Regions from separate parts of the Lactuca sativa genome. Here region 2 is linked to region 1. Evidence: chromatin contacts called from public Hi-C data. All regions are on one chromosome and are shown on one strand. Each heading gives the region's core, a stretch centred on a gene start, on an enhancer-like site or on the middle of the called end of the contact. The rest is flanking DNA. Distances are from core to core; before and after follow the strand shown. Region 1 holds the start of LOC111901400. Region 2 holds the start of LOC111901403 (DUF724 domain-containing protein 2).

Evidence for each region. Hi-C and Micro-C count contacts between places; a contact is called where the count stands out from the background.
Region 2: a Hi-C map of leaf shows a contact between it and region 1, with 5 times the contacts expected there. The contact joins the promoter of LOC111901403 here to the promoter of LOC111901400 in region 1. A contact is called at or near these places in 3 of 4 Hi-C or Micro-C datasets (leaf and seed).

The regions. Positions count from the first base shown.
Region 1 is chr3:176,462,292-176,469,574 of Lsat_Salinas_v11, reverse strand. LOC111901400 reads left to right here and starts at 5,220. Exons shown (of 9, transcript XM_023897245.3): 1 at 5,220-5,894; 2 at 6,330-6,404; 3 at 6,530-6,844; 4 at 6,941-7,076; 5 at 7,151-7,283. The coding sequence starts at 5,648.
Region 2 is chr3:176,855,422-176,862,336 of Lsat_Salinas_v11, reverse strand. It overlaps LOC111901403 (DUF724 domain-containing protein 2), which reads right to left and starts at 2,444. Exons shown (of 6, transcript XM_023897248.3): 1 at 2,147-2,444. The coding sequence starts at 2,201.

The DNA.
Region 1 (7,283 bases), core at 3,971-6,470:
ACATGCAAGAAAACAAGCTGAAAGGACATGATATTGATGTGTTCAGATTTGGTTTCGCACATATCAAAATATTCATAGATAACTACTATGATTGCTTGGCGTTGACTGATGAAGAACTTGCAGTGGGTCTTGGAAGAAAAGTTACAATCGCTTGGGAATCAACCTTACCTCAAACAAAGTTAAGGAAGTATGCTGATGGAGAAATATGCCTGAAACCTTTTGGAATGGTTTTCGCAGGTAAAGATACGAAAGGGAAGCCCAAGAAATTTTTGTTTAAAGTCTTAGAGATTGAAAGATATACTTCTTCGCAATATACGAATTTTATTGTTCGTATGAATAACTGTAAGAAGAACAATGAAGGAGAGAAGAAGGAGCTTAAGAAGATAATTACTTGGTATTCTGAAATTCAAAGAACAATGCACTCAGCTATTCAACATCTTACAAACTGAATAGTTTCGACTGTTTACAAAGGGGGAGAATGTAGAGTCTAAAAGTTGTAAAAAGCCGAAGTGTTTGTTTCTTTGTTTTCGCATGTTAGTTATTTTACTAAGTCATATTTTGTGCGAAGCGTATTGATCTAGACTTAGTATATTTTTTGTACACTCAGGTTGCCTATAAATAGGGACTGAGGTTAGAAGTAGAATAAGCTTTTTACGAGTATTCATTCTGCTTAAACTTTGTAATCAATTCTTCATCAATATAAGATCTGATTAATATTTACTCTTTGTGTTCATACTTTTCATTCATTCAATCATGATTGCTTTCTAAATCTTGATAACAATTCTCTTCATAATTCCAAATTAATTCTTGATCAATACTAATTAAATAATATGATTTCTCAATTAATATATTATACTCATAATATATTAATAAATCACAAATAACCTCTTTCTCAAATATTCATCCTATCAAATTGCTTTGGTGAAAGCAACCCAAAATGACCATGCTACTATCGGGTCAAATACATACCAATTATAGTTATGGGCTTAGACGCCTAATCCAACACAAACAACCAAGATCTAGTCTTTAAGTCTCAAAGGAACCAAGAATGCATCTTTCTCAGCTAAATCCATTAAGTCCAAGTCCCCAATCTTCAAATTTGAATCAACATGATATATAGATGGATATAGTTTCCAACTTTATCCATAATAATGTCTCAAGCTTTTAAGATCTAAACTTTAATACACCAAAATGACCTAAATGACCAAGATAACTTGCATTGCTGAAAGGGAAGGAAAAAGATCAAAACTTTCCTAGTTCATGAGGTCCCATAAAACATTATAAATTGATCAAAAGGTATTGTAGTCCATATCTAAAACATACAATGTTCTTGGGACTTAGGAGAGTAATAAAGTTTCAAAATTTATTCTCAACTCTCACTCAAAACTCATTAAAATGGACCAAAACACCAAATACACTTAGATCCAAGATGAAATGCAATAAAGCTTGTACCTTATAACTTAAAAAGGTCTAGAAGGTAGATGAAAGTTGAGATCTTTAACTGCCAAGCTTCAATGATCAATCTTGCATGAAAAACATTGTTCTAAAACCAAAAAAAAAAACTCCAAAAATGGATGAGAGAAGAGAGAAAAGGCTCAAATCTTTGAAAATGGAGGGTAGGGTTCTCCCAAGGGGTTCTAGATATGATGGAGACTAAGAAAATGGCCTAAAACATGAATCGTTACCTTTAAATACCTTGAAAACCTTAAAATTTTCGTAGGCTTGGGCTGCACAGTTCTCACCTCGTGACAAGTTGCTTGTCATTTTGTGAGGACTCTCATGCCGTGCCACATTTATGTCACCTCGTGAAGACGGGTTTTCACCCAATTTCACTCTAACTTCAAACAATCATAATTTCTTCGTTTCAACTCCGTTTTCAACGTTCTTTCTATGCACATAAAGGTATTGAAGAGTCACACAACTCCATCTAATTACTTTTGACTTAAAACATACCGTACTAAAATCCTTAATTCATGAAAGAAATCTGAAATATCACTCTTCCCATTTTACCCATTGACTTCAAGACACAAACCAAAGGCTTAAATCACATAACCAAATGTATCAACATCCAATAGGGTCTAAACCTTATTTCCTTGAAGCCCAATGCCTTTATTTGATCATATCATAAACTAAGCTTAAGATTTCATTGAAGTTCCATTGAAAGATTGAAACCATCAATTAGCTCCCTAGAAGATACTAGTCACATGTTTTGGATTCATTAGCTCAATACGAGTTTAGGAAATGCAATTACACGCTAAATCAAACATTAAATTTGTTTGCTAAAGCTTAAAATTAGTCTCATCCATTTCTAGTGTTTGAATCCTTCCAAAACAGGATTTAATTCCAATTCTAACCTGTACAGGAGGAATTGCAACTTGAATTTTATCCTTAGTCTAGAGTCCTACTTTAAAATCTGTTTCTTAACATAAATCGTTGTTATTCTTTTAGACTAAGTCTTTGTATGTTTTTTTTTTTTTTTTGAACAGGAAATCAGTAAAGATTTTTATTTATTTATTTATTTTTTGTTTGTTGTTTAAATCAATAGAAACTTCGTTCTATTTAAGTAAACAATCATATATGTTTCAATTATCATTTTAAAGAACATTAGCGGAGTGTGGAATAACATAGCTGGGGTCTCGAATGAGATTCACAAAGTAGGACTGGAAATTAACGACATTTTCAAAAAGGAGGTTGGGAATGGACAAGATACGTTATTTTGGCTAGATACCTGGTGGGGAAACGAGACCTTAAAATCAAGGTTTCCGGAGTTGTTCAATATTGAATGCAGGAAAAGTTGTTTAGTCAATGAACGCATATCAGGTGATGGATTCACATGGAATTGGAAATCGGATCCCATGGCACCAGATCTGAATCGAAACCTAATACATCTTGAAGGATCTTTGGGGAAATTTCGTATATCAAACAGATTGGACACTTGGAGTTGCAAAATTGGTACGAATGGGTTGTATACGGTGGAGGATCTCCGGAAAAAAATGGACGAATTTACCCCCACCTTACCAGGACCTAGAATTGAATGGTTGAAAGAAGTCCCACTCAAAGTGTTGTGTTTCATTTGGTGGGCCAAATGGGGCAGAATCCCATCAGCACAGGCATTGGAAGGTAGAGGTGTTCAAATACCCTCAATAATTTGTGGGTATTGTCTAAATGGTGTTGAATCTGTAGACCATATTCTCATTCAGTGCGAGTTTGCAGTTAGTGTGCGAAATTGGATAATGAATTGGTGTGGTATCAATCCAGGAGGTATCGATAACTTAGACACACTCTTACACTTTGTAGCCAATTGGAGCCAGTGCACGAAGAAGCGGAGAATACTTACGCTGATATGTTATGGCATGATCTGGAGTATTTGGAAAGCCCGAAATGAGAGGATCTTCAACCAGGTGAAAAGGAGGCCGACTCAGGTTATGGATGACATACAAGAATTGGTTCTCTATTGGTTAAAATATAGGGGATCAATGAGGCATATTCGGTGGTGTGATTGGATCGTGTCTCCATTTGCTCATTTTTAAGTGGTGTATTTCTATATTTCCTTCTTTTCTCTCATGTAATCTTTCTGTTGTATTTTTCTTGCTGGGCTCATCTAGTTTCTTGCTAGGTGTGACTCTTTTATAAAATCGATAGCCGTTTCCAAAAAAAAAATATTATATATTTATTGTTATTTATTTGTTAGATTAAACTCAAACCGACGCAAATGTATCTCATTTATAATTAGTAACAATGCTAATAATAATATAGTCTATTCTCACGTTTCGTTTTCCTCAACGATATTAATTATTTGTAATAAATAGAAAAACTTTCAACAAAAGATATCCCGCATTTACATATTTAATTCACTGCCAACCCGAAAATATTTATTTAATTCATTAACAATTCAAATATATATATATATATATATATATATATATATATATATATATATATATAGTTAGGTTCAAATGTTTTCACTATCTATTATGTACATGTATGACTGATTCTGGACCAATCATTTTAGTTATTTTAAGAAAGTAATTAATGTATATTAAATGCTAAAGATGTAATTAATATTCATTATATCTTCAACATGTAATATGCATTAATTACTTTCTTAAAATAACTAAAATGATTGGTCCAGAATCAGTCATACATGCACACAATAGATAATGAAAACAAAATAACTAACCCTATATATATATATATATATATATATATATATATATATATATATATATATATATATATATATATATATATAACTCATTATATTTTGTGGTTTAATTATTATATTTAAGTTTAGTTAAGAAAAACCATCCAAATTTGATAATTTTTATATCCACCATTTTGTTGTGCTATACTAGTTAAAATAGAAACTAACTTTAGTGTATCAAAGTTAATCAAAATTTTCATAAAAGCATTAAAGTTGGCAATTTTCTATGGTAACGTCTTAATAAGTTGCAACATACCAAAATTGATAATATAGAAAAAATATCAAACTTAGATGATTTTTAATGAAATAACTTAAATATATTAACTAAACCATAAAATGGACAAAATATGACATATTTCATAATTAACTAATTGTGAGACTCATATATTACATGGATTGATTAAAAAATATCAAATATTAATATGTAAATATTAATCATGTTTAAATAAGTATGTCTTTCAATTTATACAAATAAAAAAACCATTGACATATTTTAAAAAAATCATCAATCACAAATTTTAAAAATTTATTTGAATTTGGAAATTTTGAACTTACTAAGAAAATGAGTAATTACTGAATTTGTAAAGAAAACGAGTCAATTGGATTCTTGAAATTGTAAAACATTTATTACATAAATAATAAATAAAAGAAATAATAAAAAAACAAAACACCTATAAAACATCTTGTGGTAAAATTTAATTAAAAATAACATAGATACATACAACATTTTTTTTTCATTTATTAGTATAAGATTTCAGTTGTAATTATTTTATTATTTTATATAGAAAAACCTTCATAAAAAAATTCCGAAATCTATATATTTATTCATTACAAACACAAAATTGTTTTATTTTATTTTGTTACATGAAATTGTTTTAGATTTTTTTTTTGAACGGCAGTTTAGTTGGTAATTGTTGATATTGAATAAATATATAGTACATATTTTTTTAAGTTTTCATCTTCTTCTATAATTTTAAAAAATAAAAGTCGTTTACATTGAAAAGGTTTCGGGTAATCCATCTTCTCCTCCAAAAAAAAAAAAAAAATCAAGAAATCCAGACAATAATGGTGGAGCAGAGCTACCAGATTAATAAAAACCCTACCCTATCTCTCGAAGCATCAGATAGCTGCTTTGCTTTGCTGATCATCTTGTTGACACTGTAGGTCGAAGCAATTATCAAGCTTTTTGAGCATCCAGTTCTCGTATCCCCAAACTAATTTAGGTTTTCGATTCATTTCGCGTAACGGTATATACATACGTCTTGTTATATCTATAGATTGGTGAAACGCGTAGGCACATTTGTTCGAATCCATCCGTATTCAATCCATTTCCAGCTTTTATCATCACCAATTTTGAATACCCAGATCAGATTGATCATATACCGCTCCTGCTGCTCCCCTGGGTGTTTAGGTAACGTCTGTGTGAGAAACAGAGAAGGAGAAATGGGAGTATGCGGATCGAAGGAAACCGGTTGCGTGCGAGTTGGATTCGGTTCTCGGAAGAAGAAGAAACATGAAGATCGTTCAGATGGAGACGCAATACCGAAAGTCCGTGAAAGAAGAAGAAGAAGATTAGGGAGGAAGAAAACAAACGGTGTTACTAATCGCTATTCATCTCGGAGCAAAGTTGATCCTTCTGCTGATGCCTGTAATTCCATTGATCGTTCTTATCGCAACCCTACATTTCAAGGTAAATTCAAAATCTCCTTTTGTCACTTTCAGATTTTCAATCCACATCCAGTTTCAGATTAGGGTTTCTGATTTACACCTACATTAGTTGACCATTGCTTGGTAAAAACTGTTTATTACTTTTTTTTTAAAGCAGCTGCAAAGAGATGATTCAAGAATCTGAGAATCATTCATAGCTTTAATTGGGTATCTGATTACATTATTATGATTCTTCATTCTTCAAGTTGAAATTATGACTTTTATGATTTTATCCCAATACCCCTACAACCCCTCTAAAGGCTATGTCAATTGGTAGCTACCATATTAATTAAAAAGGGTTCCTTTCAACTCTCAGAATTAGGGTCCACTCTTGATTCCCATCTTTAAATTTCTTTCTTCTGTACTTTAAATAGATCAAAAAAAAAACAATCATCTTAAATTATTTGATTTTCATCAGGAAGTACAGAATGGTTTGATACTGCAACAGGGATTGAATCTGATGGCGATGAAGATTTTTACAGCATTCAAGATGGTAAGAAGTTTTTGTCAAAGATTTTTACTAAAATTACTAAAGTTTTGATTTTGATTCATGGGTTTTCTTAAAAACCATCTGAAAATTCACTAATTATGATTTTCTTGAAAAAAAAAAATTCCCAGATACTGTATCTCAAAGCAGTTCCATTAGTGCATCAGTAACTCCAAGATTTTCTGATCATGTCAATGGTGCTTCCTTTTCAACCTCTGAATCACTAACAAAACCGAATGACCTGCCACCTGTCGCCACATCAGCTGGATACGAAAACGGATCTCACATTTTTGGATTACAAAATAATTGTCTTCCATGTCTTAATTGCACAACCTCAACAGATGTAAAGAGCAAATCATCATGTTCAAGTCCTCAAAGTGCTAAAAAGAAAGTAACTTCAAGACTTTCTTTTAAATGGCGTGAAGGCCAATCAAATCTTTCAATTTGTAAGACTTACTTATAACAATATTATGATTATTATACAAATATAAAGCATTTAGTTATTGTTTTAAATATTTGTTACATGTTTTTATATGTTTCAGTGTCACCAAAAGCTATATTGCAAAGACCAATTGCAGGGTCTCAAGTTCCATATTGTCCAATAGAGAAGAAAATGTCTGATTGTTGGTCAACGCTTGATCCAAATACTTTTAAAGTCAGAGGACATAATTATATAAGGTATAAATAATTATAAACATAAGAGTTTTTACTTTTTAGTTTTTACACATTGTTCTTTTTTTTTCTTTTTACAGAGATAAAAAGAAAGAAAATGCTTCAAATCAAGCTGCTTTTTACCCAATTGGTGTTGATGTTTTCTTATCTCCTCGTAAAATTGATCATATTGCAAGATTTCTTGAACTTCCAAAAGTTGAATCATCTGGAAAA
Region 2 (6,915 bases), core at 1,195-3,694, 400 kb before region 1:
TAGAGGATAACGTTTGATAGAAGATAAAGGGAAAAATGATGTTGTTGGGGCTTATAAAGAGGTTGTGGAACAAGTAGTGGAGAATGAGCCCGAATACGACGAGTTGGACGATTTGTAAATCTTATTTTAGAGTCTAAAAATAACACATTTTTTTGTCATATTCATGTTTTAGAACTTATTTGATCTAATATTATTGGTTTTTAGCTTATTTATTAGTTATAATTGTTAAAATATGAAATAGTCATAGGTAGGTTTTCGCAATTTCCTTGCTATCGATAACACTGAATTTCTTCTTCCTTATTTTCGTATCTAGGGTCTGGGTGGATTTTAAATCTGAAAAATGAAACCATAATAATGTTTGTTTTCTATGGATGTTTTCTTCTAGATCACCTAAACTTCACTCAGTGTTGTCAATAGCACTCGCTATGATTACTATAGCGAGGCGAGGCAATGGTGTGTCGCTATGGGGTTTATAGCAAGGTAAAAGCAACGTAGCAATATAAAGTTTTTTTTTGTTTAATCTGGTAAATCAATTTTTTTATAAAATGGCAAAATCAATTGCCGGAATGTGTTTTTTCCGATCGGAATTGGTCCAATTTGTGATTAGGATCCCCAATTTGGAGTTTGGATCGCTGATTTCGATATTGGTGGGAAAACCATCGATCAGAAGAACAAGAAAAAAAAAAAGTTGCGCTTCACAACCTTTTCGATTTCGTTTGTGAATTTTGATGCTTTGATTAATGCTTACAATCAAGGTTCTAAATAACGTGAGGTGTGGGCTTGACAGGAAGGTAAAAGTTAAGCCATGGCGAGACTTAGCGAGCCATGACGTTTTTCATGGTGTGACTATTTTATATACATTAAAAAACATAAATCATATAATGATTTAATTTTATCAAATATATCAAGTTTTTAGAAGTGTTATATTAATATTTATTATTTAATATAAAAAAGTTAACAACTTAATTATTTTAGGCCCGATCAGAAAAAACAAAAAAAAAAACTCGCACCATAACACAAAAAGGCACGCATTGACTCGTTATTTGGGCGTCACGCTTAAAAATCCCGCATTTGACGTTTTCGCAACGGCTACACCACACCTCGCGCCATGGCACATCTTGAGGCGCGCCATGGCATGCTTTTTAGAACCATGCTTCCAATAGATTCAACTGATTCTATATTCCACATTCTTGTACTCCTATTCTAGAATTCCTTTAATTGACTATACCATAAATCCAGTGTTACAACTTTTGTTCCAGTTTTCTATTATGTTTCCTGTTTAAAGTATTAGTTGATGGAAATTGGTTTGAAGTGTTAGAAGTTCTATTTTAAGTAACCTTGAATTTTTGTTTTTACATAAACTGTAATTAAAACAAACAGGAGAAAAGTATTCTATATCAGCTTTAAAGGTTTTTCTTTTTCCAGATTTTTTTACACTTTGTTTTGTTTCTTTCTTTGTTGTACACCTATGTATTTATAATTTCTTTCCTTCTCGGATATAATTTGAATTCTCATTGTTAATCAGTTATGTAATATTCATGTTTTAGAACTTATTTGAGTTAACATTGGTTTTTAGCTTATTTAGTAGTTATAATTGCTAAATAGGTGAAGGTGAAAATAATATTAATTTTTTAATAGGCAATCGGTAAATTGATTTTGGTGGAGTTTGGGGAGAAATGAAAGTTTCAGGCTCCATGAATGGTAGAAACTCGTATGATTGAGAATTTGGGATTTAAGGATTGAGATGGTGAATTTAACTTAGTCTCATTGAGATGAGATCAAATCACATCTATGAAATCATCAATACCATGAGAACCTTCGATGGAAACCATACTATATGTTTGAAGCTTCTTATTGGGGCCCATGGCTAGTTAAAAGGGTAAAGAGATGTATGGATTCATGGTGGGATTTTTTTTAAGGGAATGAAATCTATCATGAACAAATTTCTAAAGCATTTGAATATTGGATGATTGATGATCAAGTTTGTAGAAAGGTTTTTGGAAGACGAAAAAACTTAGAAAAAAACATTGGAAAATGTACCATCGCGAATTAGAAATGGTAATTAATCATTTTCATGGTTTGAAACATTGATTATGAACTACAGAAAAGAGATTACCAACTTATCAGAAAATAAGAAAAAGATTACCGGAGCACAGAGGCGGAGAAGAAAGCAGCTCGTCGACGGCGGCAGGTGGCGTCATGCAATGTTCGATTACAACGTCAGGGATGATGACTGGCAATTACGAGCTTGAAGCTTCCCTTTCCCCCTTCACGAATCCAAGTTCAGAGCTCAGAGGGTAGACGATTTCCGACTTCGGCTAGCCGCTTGACTCTCATCCGTCGATTACCGGAGGCAGGAGCAGCGATTTTCAATTTCAAGTGGGAGATTGAGCAGCGATTTGATTTCAAAGTGACGGCAGTGAAAGTAACAAAACCCTAAAGAAAAAAAATAAAGAAAAAAAAGATCATTATTAAGTGTAAGATTGTCTTTCCACAATTAGTTTTATCTAGTTTTATCCAGAAACATATTAGAGTATGTTGTATGAGTCATCGTAACGCCGGTAAGGCTGACGTGTCAGTTTATAACAGCGTGGTAACATCAAAAGCATCATCCTTTTTTTTTGTTGCATCTTGTTTGTGTTGCTTTTTGTTGTCTCAATGACAAGAAGAAACATGATCATTTGTTGGCTATCAAATTATCTCTCTCCTCTTAAAAGGGTGTTATAACACTATGAACACTAGGGATGTCAACGGGGGCAAATGGGACGGAGAGTGTTTTGCCCGCCCCCGCCCCCGCCCCCGGAATATTCAGACTTTCTACCCCTGCCCCCGATTGATTTTGGGCTACCTTTTTTTGAGCTAAAATAAATTGTTATTTAGGTTAAAAGAAGCTATTTTTTAGGTAACAAATAATTATTTATAGTAGTATTTTACATGTTAAAAATAAAAAAATTATAGCATTTAAAAAAATTATACTAACAACTTAAAAACATGTTTTTGATGAATTTTGGAAGCTCAAAATCATGTTATTGTTTATTATATTTATATAATTAACATATGTAAATATATGTGTAATTTATAAACGGGGGCCCCATGGGGGTTTCGAGACGGGATTGCCTACCCCCGCCTCCGCCCCCAAAAATAAAACAGGGGTTAACCTTGATCCCGCCCCCGCCCTCGGTTTTTTAAAAAAAAAAAATCCCCCAAACGGGACGGGGCCCTCACGGGAACGGGGTCCCACGGGACTTTTTGACATCCCTAATGAACACCACCCCCTCTTCTTGTTGTTTCTTGTTATAACATCACCTCAAGTTGTCCATACCTAATATTCTTATATCTCTAGTAGGGATGTCGGGGTAAACGGTAGGGGTTGCATTTCCCGCCCCCGAATTCCCCTTATTGCCCCCGTCCTCGTTCTCTTGCCCCCATTATTTTTGGGACATTTTATTTGGGTTAAAAGAAACTAATTTTTAGGTAATAGTATTTATAGCACAATTTTACATATTCTAGACAACTTAAAAACATGTCTCTTGTAGAATTTTAGCAGGTCAAAATCATGATATTATTTATTATATAATTTGTTAGTAGAACCCTATGGGGGTTCCGGGACCCATGTGTAAATATATAATTTGTTAGCGGGACCCATGGGTGTTTCGAGACGGGATTGTCCGTCCACAAAATTAAAACGGATGTTTACCTTGCCCCCGTCCCCACCCCCGATGTTTTCAAACAAATATCCCCATACCAGACGGGCCCCCACAGGAACGATGTCTCATGAGACTTTTTGACATCCCTAATTTCTAGGAACACTCATACTATTATCGTTTGGTTTTGCAACGACGAATAGTATCAGCGCAATGTAGCAACAACAATTAACTTCTTTCGGTTATTAGTTCTTTTTCGTCAGACGATGAATAGTATTTCATTGAACGATAGCCTGTAGAAAAATAATCACTTTTAGCAAATCATTTTTGATTTGTGAGTATTTTCCTTTCGACGGTTGTCAAATAATTTATTTTAGTAATTGTTTTTTTTTACGATTAGTTTTATACAAAAACATTTATGTTTCTAATACACAATTTTAAGATGTAAACTACTACTCGATTAAATTCTCCAGATTTCGATATTGATTTTATGAATTTACGAAAAATTGAGAAATGATTATTTAAGTGTAACAGCCCGGATTTCCAGGTATCTTTATTGTTTTGATTTTTGATGTTTTGAGAGGGGACTCGGCGAGTTGGAGCTCAGACTCGCCGAGTAGGGTCGCGATTCTGGACGCGGGATTCGTCTGGACTCGGCGAGTCCACGCTGTTTAATGAAACCCTAAATTCTCGGGTTTGGGACCTATTTAAAGGGCCTTATGGCCGTCATTTGCACCCATCAGTCCATAGAGAGAAACCCTAAAGTGCCTTAGCGATTTGAGAGATTTTTCATAAATTGGAAATTTTTTTGAAAAATCTACCCGATTTTTGAAAAATCTTGCAACTTTCACCCGAAAAGTCATAAATTTTTCATAAATTGGAAATTTTTTTGTGGCTTTTTCGTGATTGTTTTTCCGTGCAAGATTTTTGGTGATTCATTTTTGGTACACATCAAGGGGAGTATTGTGAAGACTATTCCTTGGGCGCTTATCATCCTTAGTGAGTTTTATAATCATTTTTTGATTATAAAAAGGGGGAGAATGATGGGTATTCGAAGCTTTTCGGGTTTGTCGAATATTCATTTGTGGATTTGAAGACCGGTGTTACTTCGAGGGGGAGTTTGGTCTTGATCGCGCTAGCTCGTTGGATATTAAAGCCGGACATCCAATCCTAACTTTGAGGGGGAGAATGTTAGGGTGCAAAGTCATGCTTGGATGTAGTGTTTTAGGCTTTCCTCTTTGTATGTGTAAATGGGTTGAGTCTTTCCTATAAACAGGAAGTGAGTGACTCCCATTATGTAAGAGTCCATTTGGAGTGTTATACTAGAGAGAGAAATTGTATACAAACTCATTTGTATAATCTTTCTAGATCTAATAAGAGCTTACAAAGATTTATTTACTCCTTGTGTTCTTGAATTTGAATGATGAATCACTAGATCTTTCTAATTTCGCACATGCCATCATAATCAACACCAGTACAATTGGTATCACAGCTTGGTTTTCACGATCAACGTGACTTTTGAAGAACGATTCTCGGTTTGGCAATTTTTGTCGCAACTTGAATAATTTTGGTGAGTCTCTCTCTATGATCTCTCATAATATTTGATTCGTGCTTAACGTTTTTGATTTGTGATCGTTTGTCTCGTTGGATCAAATTTTTCTTGAAAAACCCCATTGATGATCCAATATTTTTTTTTTTTGATCAAGCCTAAAAACACTGTATGATTTTGAGCCCAAAATTGATTTCAATTCTATTCATCAAACTTGTTTTAGCCCAAAATCTCAAATAAGATCCGATTCAACTTACTGTTCATGATCTCGTTTTAAAGCCCAATAACAAATATAATGATCCAATCACTGTTCATTCAAAGTTTAGTCCAGATTTATTGCAATTATGTATTGACGGACTCAAGTCTTGGAAATCCTTCATCGATTCATTCACATCTGATATTGATTTCAAATCAAAATCAAATAAAATTTGTTTGCCGGAATTAATTGGCATCAAAATCATTGTCAATCGCTGTTACTGATTCGTTTCATTTTTTTTTATTCTCAAATCTGTGCATGTCATATCTTCCGATTTCCATTCGACTTAAATTTTCAATCTCATTCTTGTTTATGATATTGAGTCAATTTTTTTTTAAATCGAACGTTATTGCACATCGTTTATTGGTTTCATAATCGATTGGAATCTATTTGATGTTTTGATTTGTGAATTGTGTCTTGAAATTGCGTCGATATCATGAAAATTTCGATTGATAATTTTCTGTGAAGAGCTCAATGATGAACAATCAAGAACAATTGAAAACGTATGAAGAACAGATGAAGAACAGTTGTTTGAACATCTTTTGATCTGAAATTAGATCATAGAATCATCAATTTCATGTTTATGTTCTTTGATTTTGAAAAGTCAAACCTGTTGGTTGAACGATGAACTGAAAGGAATGAAGAATTGTAAAAACGAATTGGATTCGATGTGTAATGCTTGAAATCATCGACCTGATCGATTTATGAGATTCAGAGTCGAGGTTTGAGGATCGATTGCGTATTTGAGGAAGAAATGAAAAATCTTGAGTTCGCATCTTCATTGTATTCGTATCGATCGAGTGTTATTTTGATATGCGAATGGTTTCACTGTGAATATAGGGGTTAGATTTCTAAGGTTAGTTGATCGAATTGGGTTCTTGAATAAAAAGCGAAGTTGATTTTGGAAATCGATTTTGAGATGTTCGCAAGTTGATGGGTCTGTAAGATCAATAGTCGATGGGTTGGGGATAAACAACGAACTGGGAAGAACTGGTTTTGGATATCGTTTGAGTGATAAAAACGAAGAGTATTTTGATTTTGGAACGGTGAAATGCGAAGAGCATGTAATGTTGATTTTGGTTCGCATCTATGGATTGATTCTAGTGGTCACTGGGATTCGCATATGGGTGACTCAAAAGTTGAGTTCGCATCTGGTCTTAGAATCATGTTCGCATCTGCCATGTTTGTTCGATTCGCAATTGGGATGGTTATTCGCATTATGTTTTGATTTGAAGAAATTCGCATGTGTTTAATGCGAAGGGATGCGAAGGGTGAATATGCGAAGCATGTGAAAGTTGTTACAATAAAATGCCAATTGGGGAAGAAAGCCAAAAGTTTCGCATTTGGTCCCCGATCTTTTCAAGAAACAACAAAAGCTGACCAACTTCGCAAATTTGAAGCACATGCAGAAAATTGTCAAAACGAATGCCTGTAGTTTCGCATTTTTGACAGTTTGTATCCAACTT